Linked DNA regions of Gossypium hirsutum: all the other regions are linked to region 1. A link is a contact called in public Hi-C data. All regions are on one chromosome and are shown on one strand. The core of a region is the stretch at or near the end of the contact, and the rest is flanking DNA. Distances in the headings are between cores, read along the strand shown.

Region 1 (3,708 bases), core at 895-3,394:
TCAGATTCTGTTTGTGCTCTCTCTCTTCTGTCATCTCAATCACACAGCTCTTCAAGCCGCTCATCAGGAATTCCCATGGCCCGTTCCCTGGTTATTCCGGGCTACCATAACCATCACATGACTCAAGTCTCGGAAAAGCTCGACAGAGTATCGAATACGATCTCTTCATCAGGGATCAATTCAACCGAAGGCGGTAACATGGGTGCTATACTGATATCTGATAGTAGTGAAGCTGCCAACTTCAATATCACTGATGGACTATCATGCAAAGATGGACCGACGATCAACTTGCTTCAGCTTTCATCGCAGCTTCAGCGAGTGGAACATCAAAGACAATCTATGCAAGAAGACAATGAAAATGAGACCTACCTCCGAATCGTTTAAGTACAGATTAAGGTAAGTAATGATGCTCAAGTTGAATGACATTATGATCATAAATCTTTGACATTTGAACCAAGTGTTTTGTTTATCTAACATTCTTCCATTCTCTGAATTTGTTGGCCTGGAACTAAATGATTGGACTTGCAATGGAAGACAAGTTCAATGTTGCTGAAAGCTGCACAGTTCTTGAGATGTCCGAATAGTCGGCGTAACATAGATGGAAGCATGATGAGAAAGTTCAGCAGCTGCTAACTGGATTCCCTACCCCACCCCTCCACTCGGTTAAGTTTCACCTAGACTTTTACAAGTTATTTTGTAATCGAAAAAAAATTGTTTGATTATGTTTCTCGAATTAAAAATGTTTTGATGAACAAAATTATCAACATTTCTGTTTGCAACATTCATCAAATCAAGTTTAATATTCGACACTCGCTATTTAGATGCGTAACTAAAGCAAAATTATCGAACAAGTTTTATATGAGCTTGTGATATAAAACTTACTAAACTGCTTAAATTGTAGGGTAAATTATATTGATAGTCATTAAAATATGGGTAAGTTTAATTTTAGTTAGTTAATTTAAAAAAGTTACAATATTAATCTTTGAACTATTTGAAAGATTTCATTTAAGTTATTAAATTATTCAAAGTTTTTATTTAAGTTATTGAACTGTTGATTTTTTTTTTAAATCACTAGTAAGCTCCAAGCGATTATTCAAGAGCCAGTATGACAGATTAATATCCATCGATGAGTAGGAGAATATATTTTAGATATAAGTTGATGTAACGGTTATTTATATTTTAGATCTAAGTTGATCTAACAGCTATTGTTAGAGAATAAATCTATTTGAATTTTAGTTCACAGATTTGTGATGAATAAAGCTATTTCATAAAATAAAAAAAATAAAAAAACTGAACTATAGAAGAGAAAATGTTAGAGAGTTTTTAATCAGTGCAGGTAATGGGATAGCATTGATTTTAATATTCCAATGACTTACAATGCAAATTTTTTGAATAATTCAATGATCAAATTATAACTTTTTTAACTAAGTGATAAAAACAAAAATTTATTCATAATTTAACAAGTAATGGTGTTGGTTAGAGAAAAAGTTGGTGTATGGTTAATGGATAAATTGGGTAAATTACCCCAAAGCTAGGAAGTTCCCGCTGCGTCATGTACATCAATTACTCACTAAACTTGTAGTAACAATTTGTTGTTTTATGCCATAAATAATTATACTGGGAAACTTGGCTCGTCACGTTAGCATAAAATCTCAAAGTTGATTTTACTTTCTTTATTTTTTTAAACAGAGTTAGCATAAGCAAAATGGGAAGTTGGAAAATCCTCGTCTGAATAACTCAATTATTCCATTTAAACTATCACATATGTTGCATAGTCAAAACTAAAAATTTTGTTGTTGCCATTTCCCTATCCCTTTTACAATCTATTATTATTATATTATTAATTGTGAAACAGTTGAGTAGTCATTATCATTAGGTGAGTTGACTTCAATAACTGCAAGCTCTCACACCCACCAATTTAATTAATTAATTTTAAATGGAAATCATTTGTTTGGTAGGTGATTTAATCGAGTTTAAGATGTTTCTGTATTTGACGAATATCGGCAGTTAGAAGATTGTGCTCAGAATATGTCTGAAAAAAGTTCCAAGTCATACTCACATATATATACAACAAAACCAGTGGTTGAGGCTGACATAAACAATTCTTGTTTGTTGGGGGAATAGATATAAAGCCATAGGAGTATCATTGTTTACAGACAGCAGGAGTACTTCTTGATATTGCACAATGATGTTCTACAAATTTGCCTACCCTCTGCCAATGGTTGCTTTCTTTGCTATAATCATTTCCCAAGCAGGTCAGTTGCTATAATCATTTCGTGTTTTAGTTAATTTTCTTGCTAATAATTTCCTTTCCCTTTTCTACTTTTGTTGTAGGAGCATATGATCCGTTAGATCCTAACGGAAACATAACAATTAAATGGGACATTATGTCCTGGACTCCGGATGGTTACGTTGTAAGTATAACTTAAATTTACTTATTATACTCATATTTTTTTTCATTAAACTCAAGATTAATTAATTGGTTCACTTAGTCACTTTAAAAGATAAAATTTCAATAAATTTGGTCAAAATTGCGACTTCCTTTATACCAAAAACAATAATTTTCATTTATATTGATCAAATGTTAAATGTGAGTTTCAAATATTGATATGTATCCACCACTAATATATTAAAACTTTTTCAAATTTTTTCTTATAGTTGAAAGTTACCTAAAATAAGGGCGTAGCTAAGGGTTAGTAGGGCATTAACTCAGAATAATAACAATTTTAATCCATTCTAATTATAGAATATTCAATTTAACTTTTTTTAATCAATTTTATCCTTTAGCTCCAAACTTTTGAAATTTTATTTTAACCCCACAATACCCAACTTCTAGCTTCATTCCTGGTCAATAGGAATGCGAATATTACTTAGATTTAGTAATTATAAAGTGTCTTTTATTAAACTCAAACTTAAATTAGACTGTTGATGTAATCATTTTTAAAATTTGGTTGGATATAAGATCCCATACTAAAATTTTCAATATTCATTTTTATAGTAAATATAACTTTTGAGTGTGGGATAGTTGAAGAAATAGAAATGCAAGCTTACATATATATCATGTCTGCTATGCAGGCAGTTGTAACAATGACCAACTTCCAAATGTATCGGCACATAATGAGCCCTGGCTGGACCCTAGGCTGGGTTTGGGCTAAGAAAGAAGTGATCTGGTCAATGGTGGGAGCCCAAGCCACTGAACAAGGAGATTGTTCAAAGTTCAAAGGAAACGTCCCACACTGCTGTAAGAAAAACCCCACCGTCGTGGACTTGCTCCCCGGAGTCCCATACAACCAACAGATAGCCAATTGTTGCAAAGGTGGCGTCGTGTCGTCATGGGGCCAAGACTCCTCCACCGCGGTTTCGTCCTTTCAGGTGAGTGTTGGCCGTGCCGGGACTTCCAATAAAACAGTGAACCTGCCGTTGAACTTCACTTTGCTTGGTCCTGGTCTGGGTTACACATGCAGCGGAGCTAAAAAGGTGCCGTCCACTGTTTTCCTCACCCCTGATGGTCGACGAAAAACTCAAGCATTGAGTAAGTTTTTGATAATTTGCACTTAAAACAGATATACTTACATCCGACATAAGTGTTGTTATTTGTGTTGCAGTGACATGGAATGTGACATGCACGTATAATCAGATTCTGGCATCACGATATCCAAGCTGTTGTGTCTCGATGTCTTCATTTTACAACTCCACAATCACACCTTG
Region 2 (3,708 bases), core at 656-3,155, 340 kb before region 1:
GAAATTCACTGCCATAAAAGGTAAATGCATATTTAGAGATAAGTGAGAAAAATAAACTCAGTTGAAAACTACCAGTAATATATTTTAAACATCCTTTCCAAATCCATACATGCACAATATCTAATGGCTTCAATCATATGAGCAAAGCTTATTTAACACACCTGGGATCTGACCAGAAAGATGTTTTATCCAGCTCCGGGACTATAAGTGTGACATTCAAATATCTTGCAATGGTAACCATGTCACAAATCTGTTAAGCAACACCCCCACCCCCCCCCAAAAAAAAAAGAAAGAAAAGAAAAGAATACAGCATCAGTTTCCATATAGATTTGAAGTAAAAACAACCCATGAGCATACACAATCTAGAAAAATGTTGAAAAGAAAGAAAAAAGAAAGAAAAGGAATGGAACAAGAAATGCGTTTAGAGTTCTTTGCTAAAGCACTCACTGCTGCTCGCATTTGATTGAGACCTCCATTGCAAGAAACCATCAAGTAACCATTGTTCTTATATACCCCTAAAGTAACAACAAAACATCATATATCAATTTAGAGTTCAAAATTCCTAACCAGAACACATAAAGCAAGTCGCCACCGATCCCTAAAACTGAAATGGAAAAAAAATGGAAGCAAAAGTAACAATATATTAAAATAAAAGTACAAATTTGAAATTTTCAAGAGATAAACGATCTCAAATTTCAAACAAACATATGCCACAACAAGAAAAGGATAGAATTCCACAAAACGAAGACATAAGATACGAACATTGGAACCAGTAAATTGATACAAGTTCAATCCGTATGACTATATAAAAGGAAAGCTTCAATGAAAGCGCATAGAAATCTCCAAGAAATCTATCATTGTGTACATTGATTTTCTTCTCCTCAAATAGGAATGCAGATAAGGATAAAAAGGATAAACCCATTCCTTCTTTTCCATTAAAGACAAGCTCAAAATTTTTCTCCGATTTAACCCCAAAAAAGGCCTAATAAAGAATAACTACATCAAAATCAGCAGAAATTTGAGTAAAAAAAAGGTGGAAAATCTTACTTTTGGGAGGAAGAACACGGGCAGGAACGGAGGGAACCTTATCTTCAACAACGGAAACGGAAGAATCCTGGTGAGAAAAACAGGAAGGCCAACCTTTAAGGAGATGCGGACCCCAAGTATCCCCCAAGGCCGTTAATTGTACGATGCAAGTCCAAAGCATCACCGATGTGGTGGCGCGTATCATCCACAGCTTCGTTCTCGAGCTCTTCAACTTCTCAACTCTCTCCCCTCCGCCGCCTCCTCCCCCTTTCGTTGCCCCCATTCTTATCCCTCTCATTTTCCCTTTCCCCTTCCCTTCAATACTGCACATTTCCAGCAATAACCCCGATTTCCACCCTCCTCATCTCCCCCCCGATACGCCACCGTCTTCTTCCTGTCAAATTCAATCAATGTAGGTCGATTTTCAGAAAATCTGCATCTAATTTAACAAAAACCTTTTCCTTTCTTTTCTTTCTATTTTCCGACAAATTTCGAGATCCGTTAACTTCCAAAACAACATCAACAACAACAAAATAATTCAAAATCAATCAAAGAGATCCAATTTTTTTCCTCCTCTTGCCAAATGAAACTCTTAACAACTCAACCAATTCCAATCGAATATTAAACAGTATTTTCCCGAAACAAAAAACAAAAAAATCCTTCTCTTCCTCGGCGATCTAATCACTTTTCCGTCGAAAATTGTCGTGGAATGGCCGTTGAAACTCCTGCCTGTCTTCAAGTATAAGCGAATCGAGAAAATATAGAGAAATCTGAATAGAGAAGGAAGAAAAAAATTAGAAATGAGAATATACTGCAGACTACAATGCGATCGAGAGAGAGAAAAAACGGGATGTGAGCCGTACACCGTTGGGCTTGGGTACACTTTTTTAACCATAGTTTTCTTGAATCTAAAAGGATTTGTTGACTAGTGTTAGCTGTCGACCACAGTCCATGGTTAACTCCTTTTTTACCAATAAATACCTGCCACCTCAGTTTATGTCTGAATGGGCCCAACATTTACCCTACGTGGCTGCTTTCAACTGGGTTTTATAAAACTACAGGTGTCCACGTCCCAGGAATGGGAGTTCATCCGTCGCCGTTAGATTTGTAATGGGCATTAATTCAGCTGCCGATACGCCGACAATATATCGCGAGAATTTCTGTAGGTGCGAATATACCGCGACAATTATCCTTAATTTGTTCAAAGATTTCTTTAAAAAAAGTAATTCATTTAATTAATATTTTCAGCATTTAATTCTTTTTCCATGAAACAAAATAATAAGAAATTTTGTTTGTAATTAACAGAAAAGAAAAGTAATTATTTTGACGCTATGTATTAATATTTCAATTAATAAAAACTCGAATTATCCTTTTCAAAATAATCAAACACCAACTATTATTTATTTAGTAAAGATAATATTACCAATGAGAGTGTAATCATGTATAAAACATATGACTGTCTTTTCTTACATTTTATTTTTATTTAGATACATCCACACATAATTTTAAACTCTCATCAATGATACTATTATCTATTAATAAAAATAGGTATTTGTAAAAGTTTTTTTTGGGTATATTTTTATATTTTTTAATTCTTTATTTCATTAATTAAAAGTTTATGTTATTTTTTTAATATTTTATTTGTTAATTATTAAAATAAAATATTTGAAATAATATTTTTTATTAGATTTTATTTTTAAATCATCAAGATCAATATTAAAAGCTTGTTTAGTAGTGCTTCAAAAAATATTTTTGACTCCAAAAATACTTTTAGAAGAAAAATTATGCTAAACAAACTGCTTTTGACTGAAATTTTTTACTTTTCAAAAATACTTTTGAAAAGCACTCCCAAAAGTATTTTTGGAACTTAATTACTTTTTCACCCCTCCAATAACATAGTACTTTCCTTTCTTCTTTTTTTCTTTGATACTTAATTACAAATGTGTTAAAATCATTAATTAAATATAACAAATCTAAAATAATACAAATGTGTTAATATCTAATTACAAATATTTAATGGTTATATTTAAATATTTAAAATATAGTTTATATATTCTAATTAAATTTTATAAATAATTAAATTTATTGCTTAAAAATATTTAAAATTTATATTTCATATATTAAAATATTAACAACAAGTTATAATAACTTTTTTTTATATTCTTACTAAATATAATAATATTAACTAATTTAAATATTATTTAAATGCATATTTGTTTATTGATAACAACATGTCTAAAATGAACATTTTATTTCTCAAAATTATTTTTTGACAGCAATGCTGAATACTCAAATCTTAAACCAAACTTTTCAAAAATACTTCTCAAAAGCACTTTTCTATTGTACTTTTCACAAGAATTACTAAACTAGCCCTAAGTGGTGTTGGAAACTTTGACTTGCCCTATCTCATTTTATGTTCTAACAACAATTAGAACAAACTAGTTTATAGCAGGTAAAGATTTTGTGTTGGCATATTTGTTTGTGTTAATTTTATTTAAGCCTTATATAAAATTGTTTTGTACAACAAATGGATTGGTAATTCATTGCAATAATAACTAGACCCATGTGTTGTGTTTTAGGCCTAGTTTAGGAATGCTTTTCAAAAGTGCTTTTGGAAAAAAAAACACTTCTAGGGAGAAGCTAAAATTTTCAACTTTTGGAAAAAAGTGCTTTTAGGCCAAT
Region 3 (3,708 bases), core at 749-3,248, 260 kb before region 1:
AACAATTATCACACTAATCATGCCCTGCACCGGAATTTGTTTTCAGGTTTTAAATATTTTTAATAGTAAAACAGCTTTTTTATTCATCCAGCTTCACCCATAACAGATTTGGGTTTAAATATTTTTGGTTTAAGCTTGTAAAAACTTCTTAATTTTTTTCAAAAAATAATAATAATAATTAAGTCATTTTTTTTTCACTCATTTGAGTATTTAAATTTTTAGAATTTATCAAAAAAACTCTTAAAATTTTAAAAAAAAACAATTAAGCCCCTACTTTTTTTTATTAAATTAGTTATTTGAACTTTCAAAATATATCAAAAAGACCTCAAACTTTTTCAGAAAAATCAATTAAACCATGCTTTTATTAAAAATTAGAAAAAAATATAAAAATTATAAAATATATAGAAATATAAAATTTTACAAAAATCGTAAAAAAATTATAAAATATATAGAAATATAAAAAAATTATAATATTTAATAAAATCATAAGAAAATTATTCAAAATATAAATAAATATAAATTTCGTAAAAGAAATTATAAAAGTTATTATAACAAAAGAAATTATAAAATACTTTTATTGATTTTTATTTTCTTATTTTTTTGCCACATGTCACATTGTATTGCAACACGTGGTGACTTTAATTAAAAAAAAACTATAGGTCATTAATTTCTTATGATTTTTATGAAAATTTACAATTTTTTTTATTTTTTACTATTTTTATAAAAAATTCAAGTTTTTAATAAATTCCAAATTTTTTTATATTTTTATTAAAATTTAATAATTTTATAAAAGTTATTATTTATTATTTTTATATATTTTTTTATAATTTTTAATAAAAGCAAGGGCTTAATTGCTTTTTTGAAAAATTTTGAAGGTTTTTTTTATGCATTTTGAAAATTCGAGTACCCAATTGAGTGAAAAAAACTAGTGGTTTAATTGCCTTTTTTGATGGCCTTTTTGATGCATTTTGAAAGTTCAAGTGCTCAATTGAGTAAAAAAAAAGAGAGGCTTAATTGCTTTTTTTTATTTAAGTTTAACGGTTTTTTACACCCTTAAGCCAATTAATAAATTTACTTATCTTGTACGTAACGGTATTTAACAAAATATCAAATTAAATGATTAAAAAAACAAAACCTTTAAGCACCAATTCGAAAAGCCTTTATTATTATTAGATTTTATCACATCTATACGATGAGTGAATGAAAATATTTTTATTAAAAATATTTTTATAGAAATATGTCAATAAATAATTATTAGTGGAGTAACAAGAATTTTTTATATTAATTTATTGGTGTTGTGTCCGATTTCTAAATAATGTTATTAATTTGTTTTATTTTAATATTATATAAAAGATTAAAAATGAAAATACTTTTATAATAATGTTAATTACCCTTTAAAGTAAATGTATTTTAGTAATTTTATAGTTAAATTAGTGTGGAATTAACTCATGTCACAAACTCAATAAGTCACTTTATTTATAATATAGATCTACCAATTTATATATTTTGTCTATGCTATCTCTTTGGGTCATTTGTGCTTTGGATGAAATAAATTTATAATATTTATGAGAATGGCCATGGAATTAAATGAAAGATTTATGAAGTTGAAAGAGGATATTGATGGGGGATGAGAGGATGATGGTGCGAGGGGGTGGGTTCGCCAGAGCATGTGCCGAAGCAAAAGTACATATTTTTCTTTGGAAAGTTGAAAGTCTTTTGCCATCTGTGGATCATGACAATGAATTTCACTACTTCAGCAACGTTTGCGTCAATGGGTGTGCGTATATTAAATGTGGGTTTTGGACACCCTTTGGGACTGGGCTTTGGACCATAGGGTTCTAGGTCTAGTGGGTTAGGGTGGTTTAAATTAGATGAGGGACTTATGTGGCTGGTTTTGGGGACATTGAACATTGCAATGGTCGGGGTTGAGCTTTGCAAGTGGACATGAGCTATGGGCCTGTGGGTTGCCCTATCTTAGTGCCTTGATAGGCTATGGATGGGACCATTTTTAGATTCATTGCCCATTGTCTCTCCAAGATTGCTTTCGTGTTCCAAATATGGACGGTTTGCACTTCTTTCCTTCTCTCATTATTTTTCAGTTTGACTTTTTAATAGGTTGGAATGTCGGCTGAAATTGCTTAATTGATGACATTTTTTTTAACACATAAAACTAGATTTTTTATTCGTAAGTATGCATGGGTTAATTTTATGTATTGTAGGTATGTACAAAAATGGTATTATTTATATTTAAAAAATTATTCTTCACACTTTTGTAAAAAAAATTTTTTTAAATATGTTTGAAGCAAGAAAAAAAATTCACTACCTACTTATTAATGTTATGTTTTGTTACTAATATAATAATATAACAACTACTTATTTAATACATATGTTCTAAAATAGTTGATTAAAAAATAAAAAATAATTAGTATAAATATAAGAAATCTTTAAAATAAAAAAAAAATTCTTTCTTTTTACCACAAATAAAATATGTAAGTGATTAAAAATTATAAATTGTAATTAATTTATAGTTAATTAATAACTAATATATATATAAAAAAATGCTCCAACCAAACACAACCTAAATCAGCTAAGGCTACAATATAAATATCGAGATTGATAGCCTAAAAATATGCACTTATATCATCTCATTTAATGGATGTGTGAGCTCCACTCTTTTTTACCACTTTTCCAATTCCATGAGTAATTGAAAGAATATCGTTAGTTGGTATTAGCTCAAAAAAAAAAAACAACTTTGGAAACTTATTTTGGTATTTTTCATATATGTTTTACCATTCGTGTTTATAGTTCGTGATAGTCCTTCTCGACAATGTCTTTTTTAAAGTTGGTATTTGCATTTCTCCTTAGGAATATAATATGCCTTACCATTACACTCATCATGTACGTGTTAATAACTTAGGAAAAACTTTAATCTATTCAACAAGTTACAAGTGTATATCAAATTTTTTAAAGGAAAACTAAAATTTCTAAGAGTATATCTTTAGATATTTTGGTATTCTAAACCAAAATTTCTAAAAAAAAATAATTAGGAATTACGGTATATAAAAAAATTCTAAGAAAATACCGATAACTTTATGGATAATTATGAAAATTAGGGTATATCAAAATCATATTACACAAGCTTTTACTAAAACTTTTAAGAGGATATCCTTAGATTTTTTTTATATATATAACATATTCTAAAAGAATACCAATATTTCTATGGATCCTCATTAAAAATTTTGGTATACTAAAATCATATTACAAATCCTTTACCAAGATTTGGTGTCAACGCATCTTGTTTGATTGATTTATTGAGTATTCATTGTTGTTTAGTTCAACACTCCTTTTAGGTATTACTTGGGGAGTTTCCATGATTTGCATGTGAGGATATTTTAGGATAGTGATGTAATAATTGGGTTCAATATTAGAGTTACAATTATCCGTTGTTGTAAAGGTAAATTAAGCTTTAGTTAATAGGTGATTAGGTTTAATTATTGAATATAATCATTCTCTAAGCGAGATTTCATAGAGTAGGACTGGTAAATCCAAACTATGTTAATAAATATTCTCTCATTATTTTGCACCAAGAAATATTGCCAAACTTTTCAAACACACTTTTGAACCTCAATAATGAACTGACCTTAAACATAGTCATGGATTGGATTGAGTTGGGTTCGGATAGGCCGATGAAAAATTTTAGGCCTGTTT

What was found. A called contact is a pair of places that touch in the nucleus more often than the background predicts.
Region 2: a Hi-C map of leaf shows a contact between it and region 1, with 3 times the contacts expected there. The contact joins the promoter of LOC107887075 here to the promoter of LOC107887082 in region 1. A contact is called at or near these places in 4 of 34 Hi-C or Micro-C datasets (hypocotyl and leaf).
Region 3: a contact with region 1 is called in a Hi-C map of leaf, with 2.3 times the contacts expected there. The contact joins the enhancer-like site here to the promoter of LOC107887082 in region 1. A contact is called at or near these places in 4 of 34 Hi-C or Micro-C datasets (all in leaf).

Annotation. Positions count from the first base shown.
Region 1 is chrA03:20,032,321-20,036,028 of Gossypium_hirsutum_v2.1, reverse strand. LOC107887082 (COBRA-like protein 4) reads left to right here and starts at 2,144. Exons shown (of 6, transcript XM_016811216.2): 1 at 2,144-2,255; 2 at 2,335-2,414; 3 at 3,076-3,532; 4 at 3,606-3,708. The coding sequence starts at 2,186. LOC107887080 (squamosa promoter-binding-like protein 6) reads left to right here. Exons shown (of 5, transcript XM_041096982.1): 4 at 1-396; 5 at 540-809. The coding sequence ends at 384.
Region 2 is chrA03:20,368,717-20,372,424 of Gossypium_hirsutum_v2.1, reverse strand. LOC107887075 (rhamnogalacturonan I rhamnosyltransferase 1) reads right to left here and starts at 1,905. Exons shown (of 8, transcript XM_016811205.2): 1 at 1,048-1,905; 2 at 448-515; 3 at 162-250; 4 at 1-8. The coding sequence starts at 1,357.
Region 3 is chrA03:20,291,396-20,295,103 of Gossypium_hirsutum_v2.1, reverse strand. No RefSeq gene overlaps it. Among protein-coding and RNA genes, the nearest start is that of LOC107887078, 33 kb to the right of the region's middle. Within about 2 kb of position 1,998, at least 2 of the 9 cell types and tissues checked have an H3K27ac peak or open chromatin away from gene starts, as enhancers often do. A contact at or near this core is called in leaf, where this site is marked.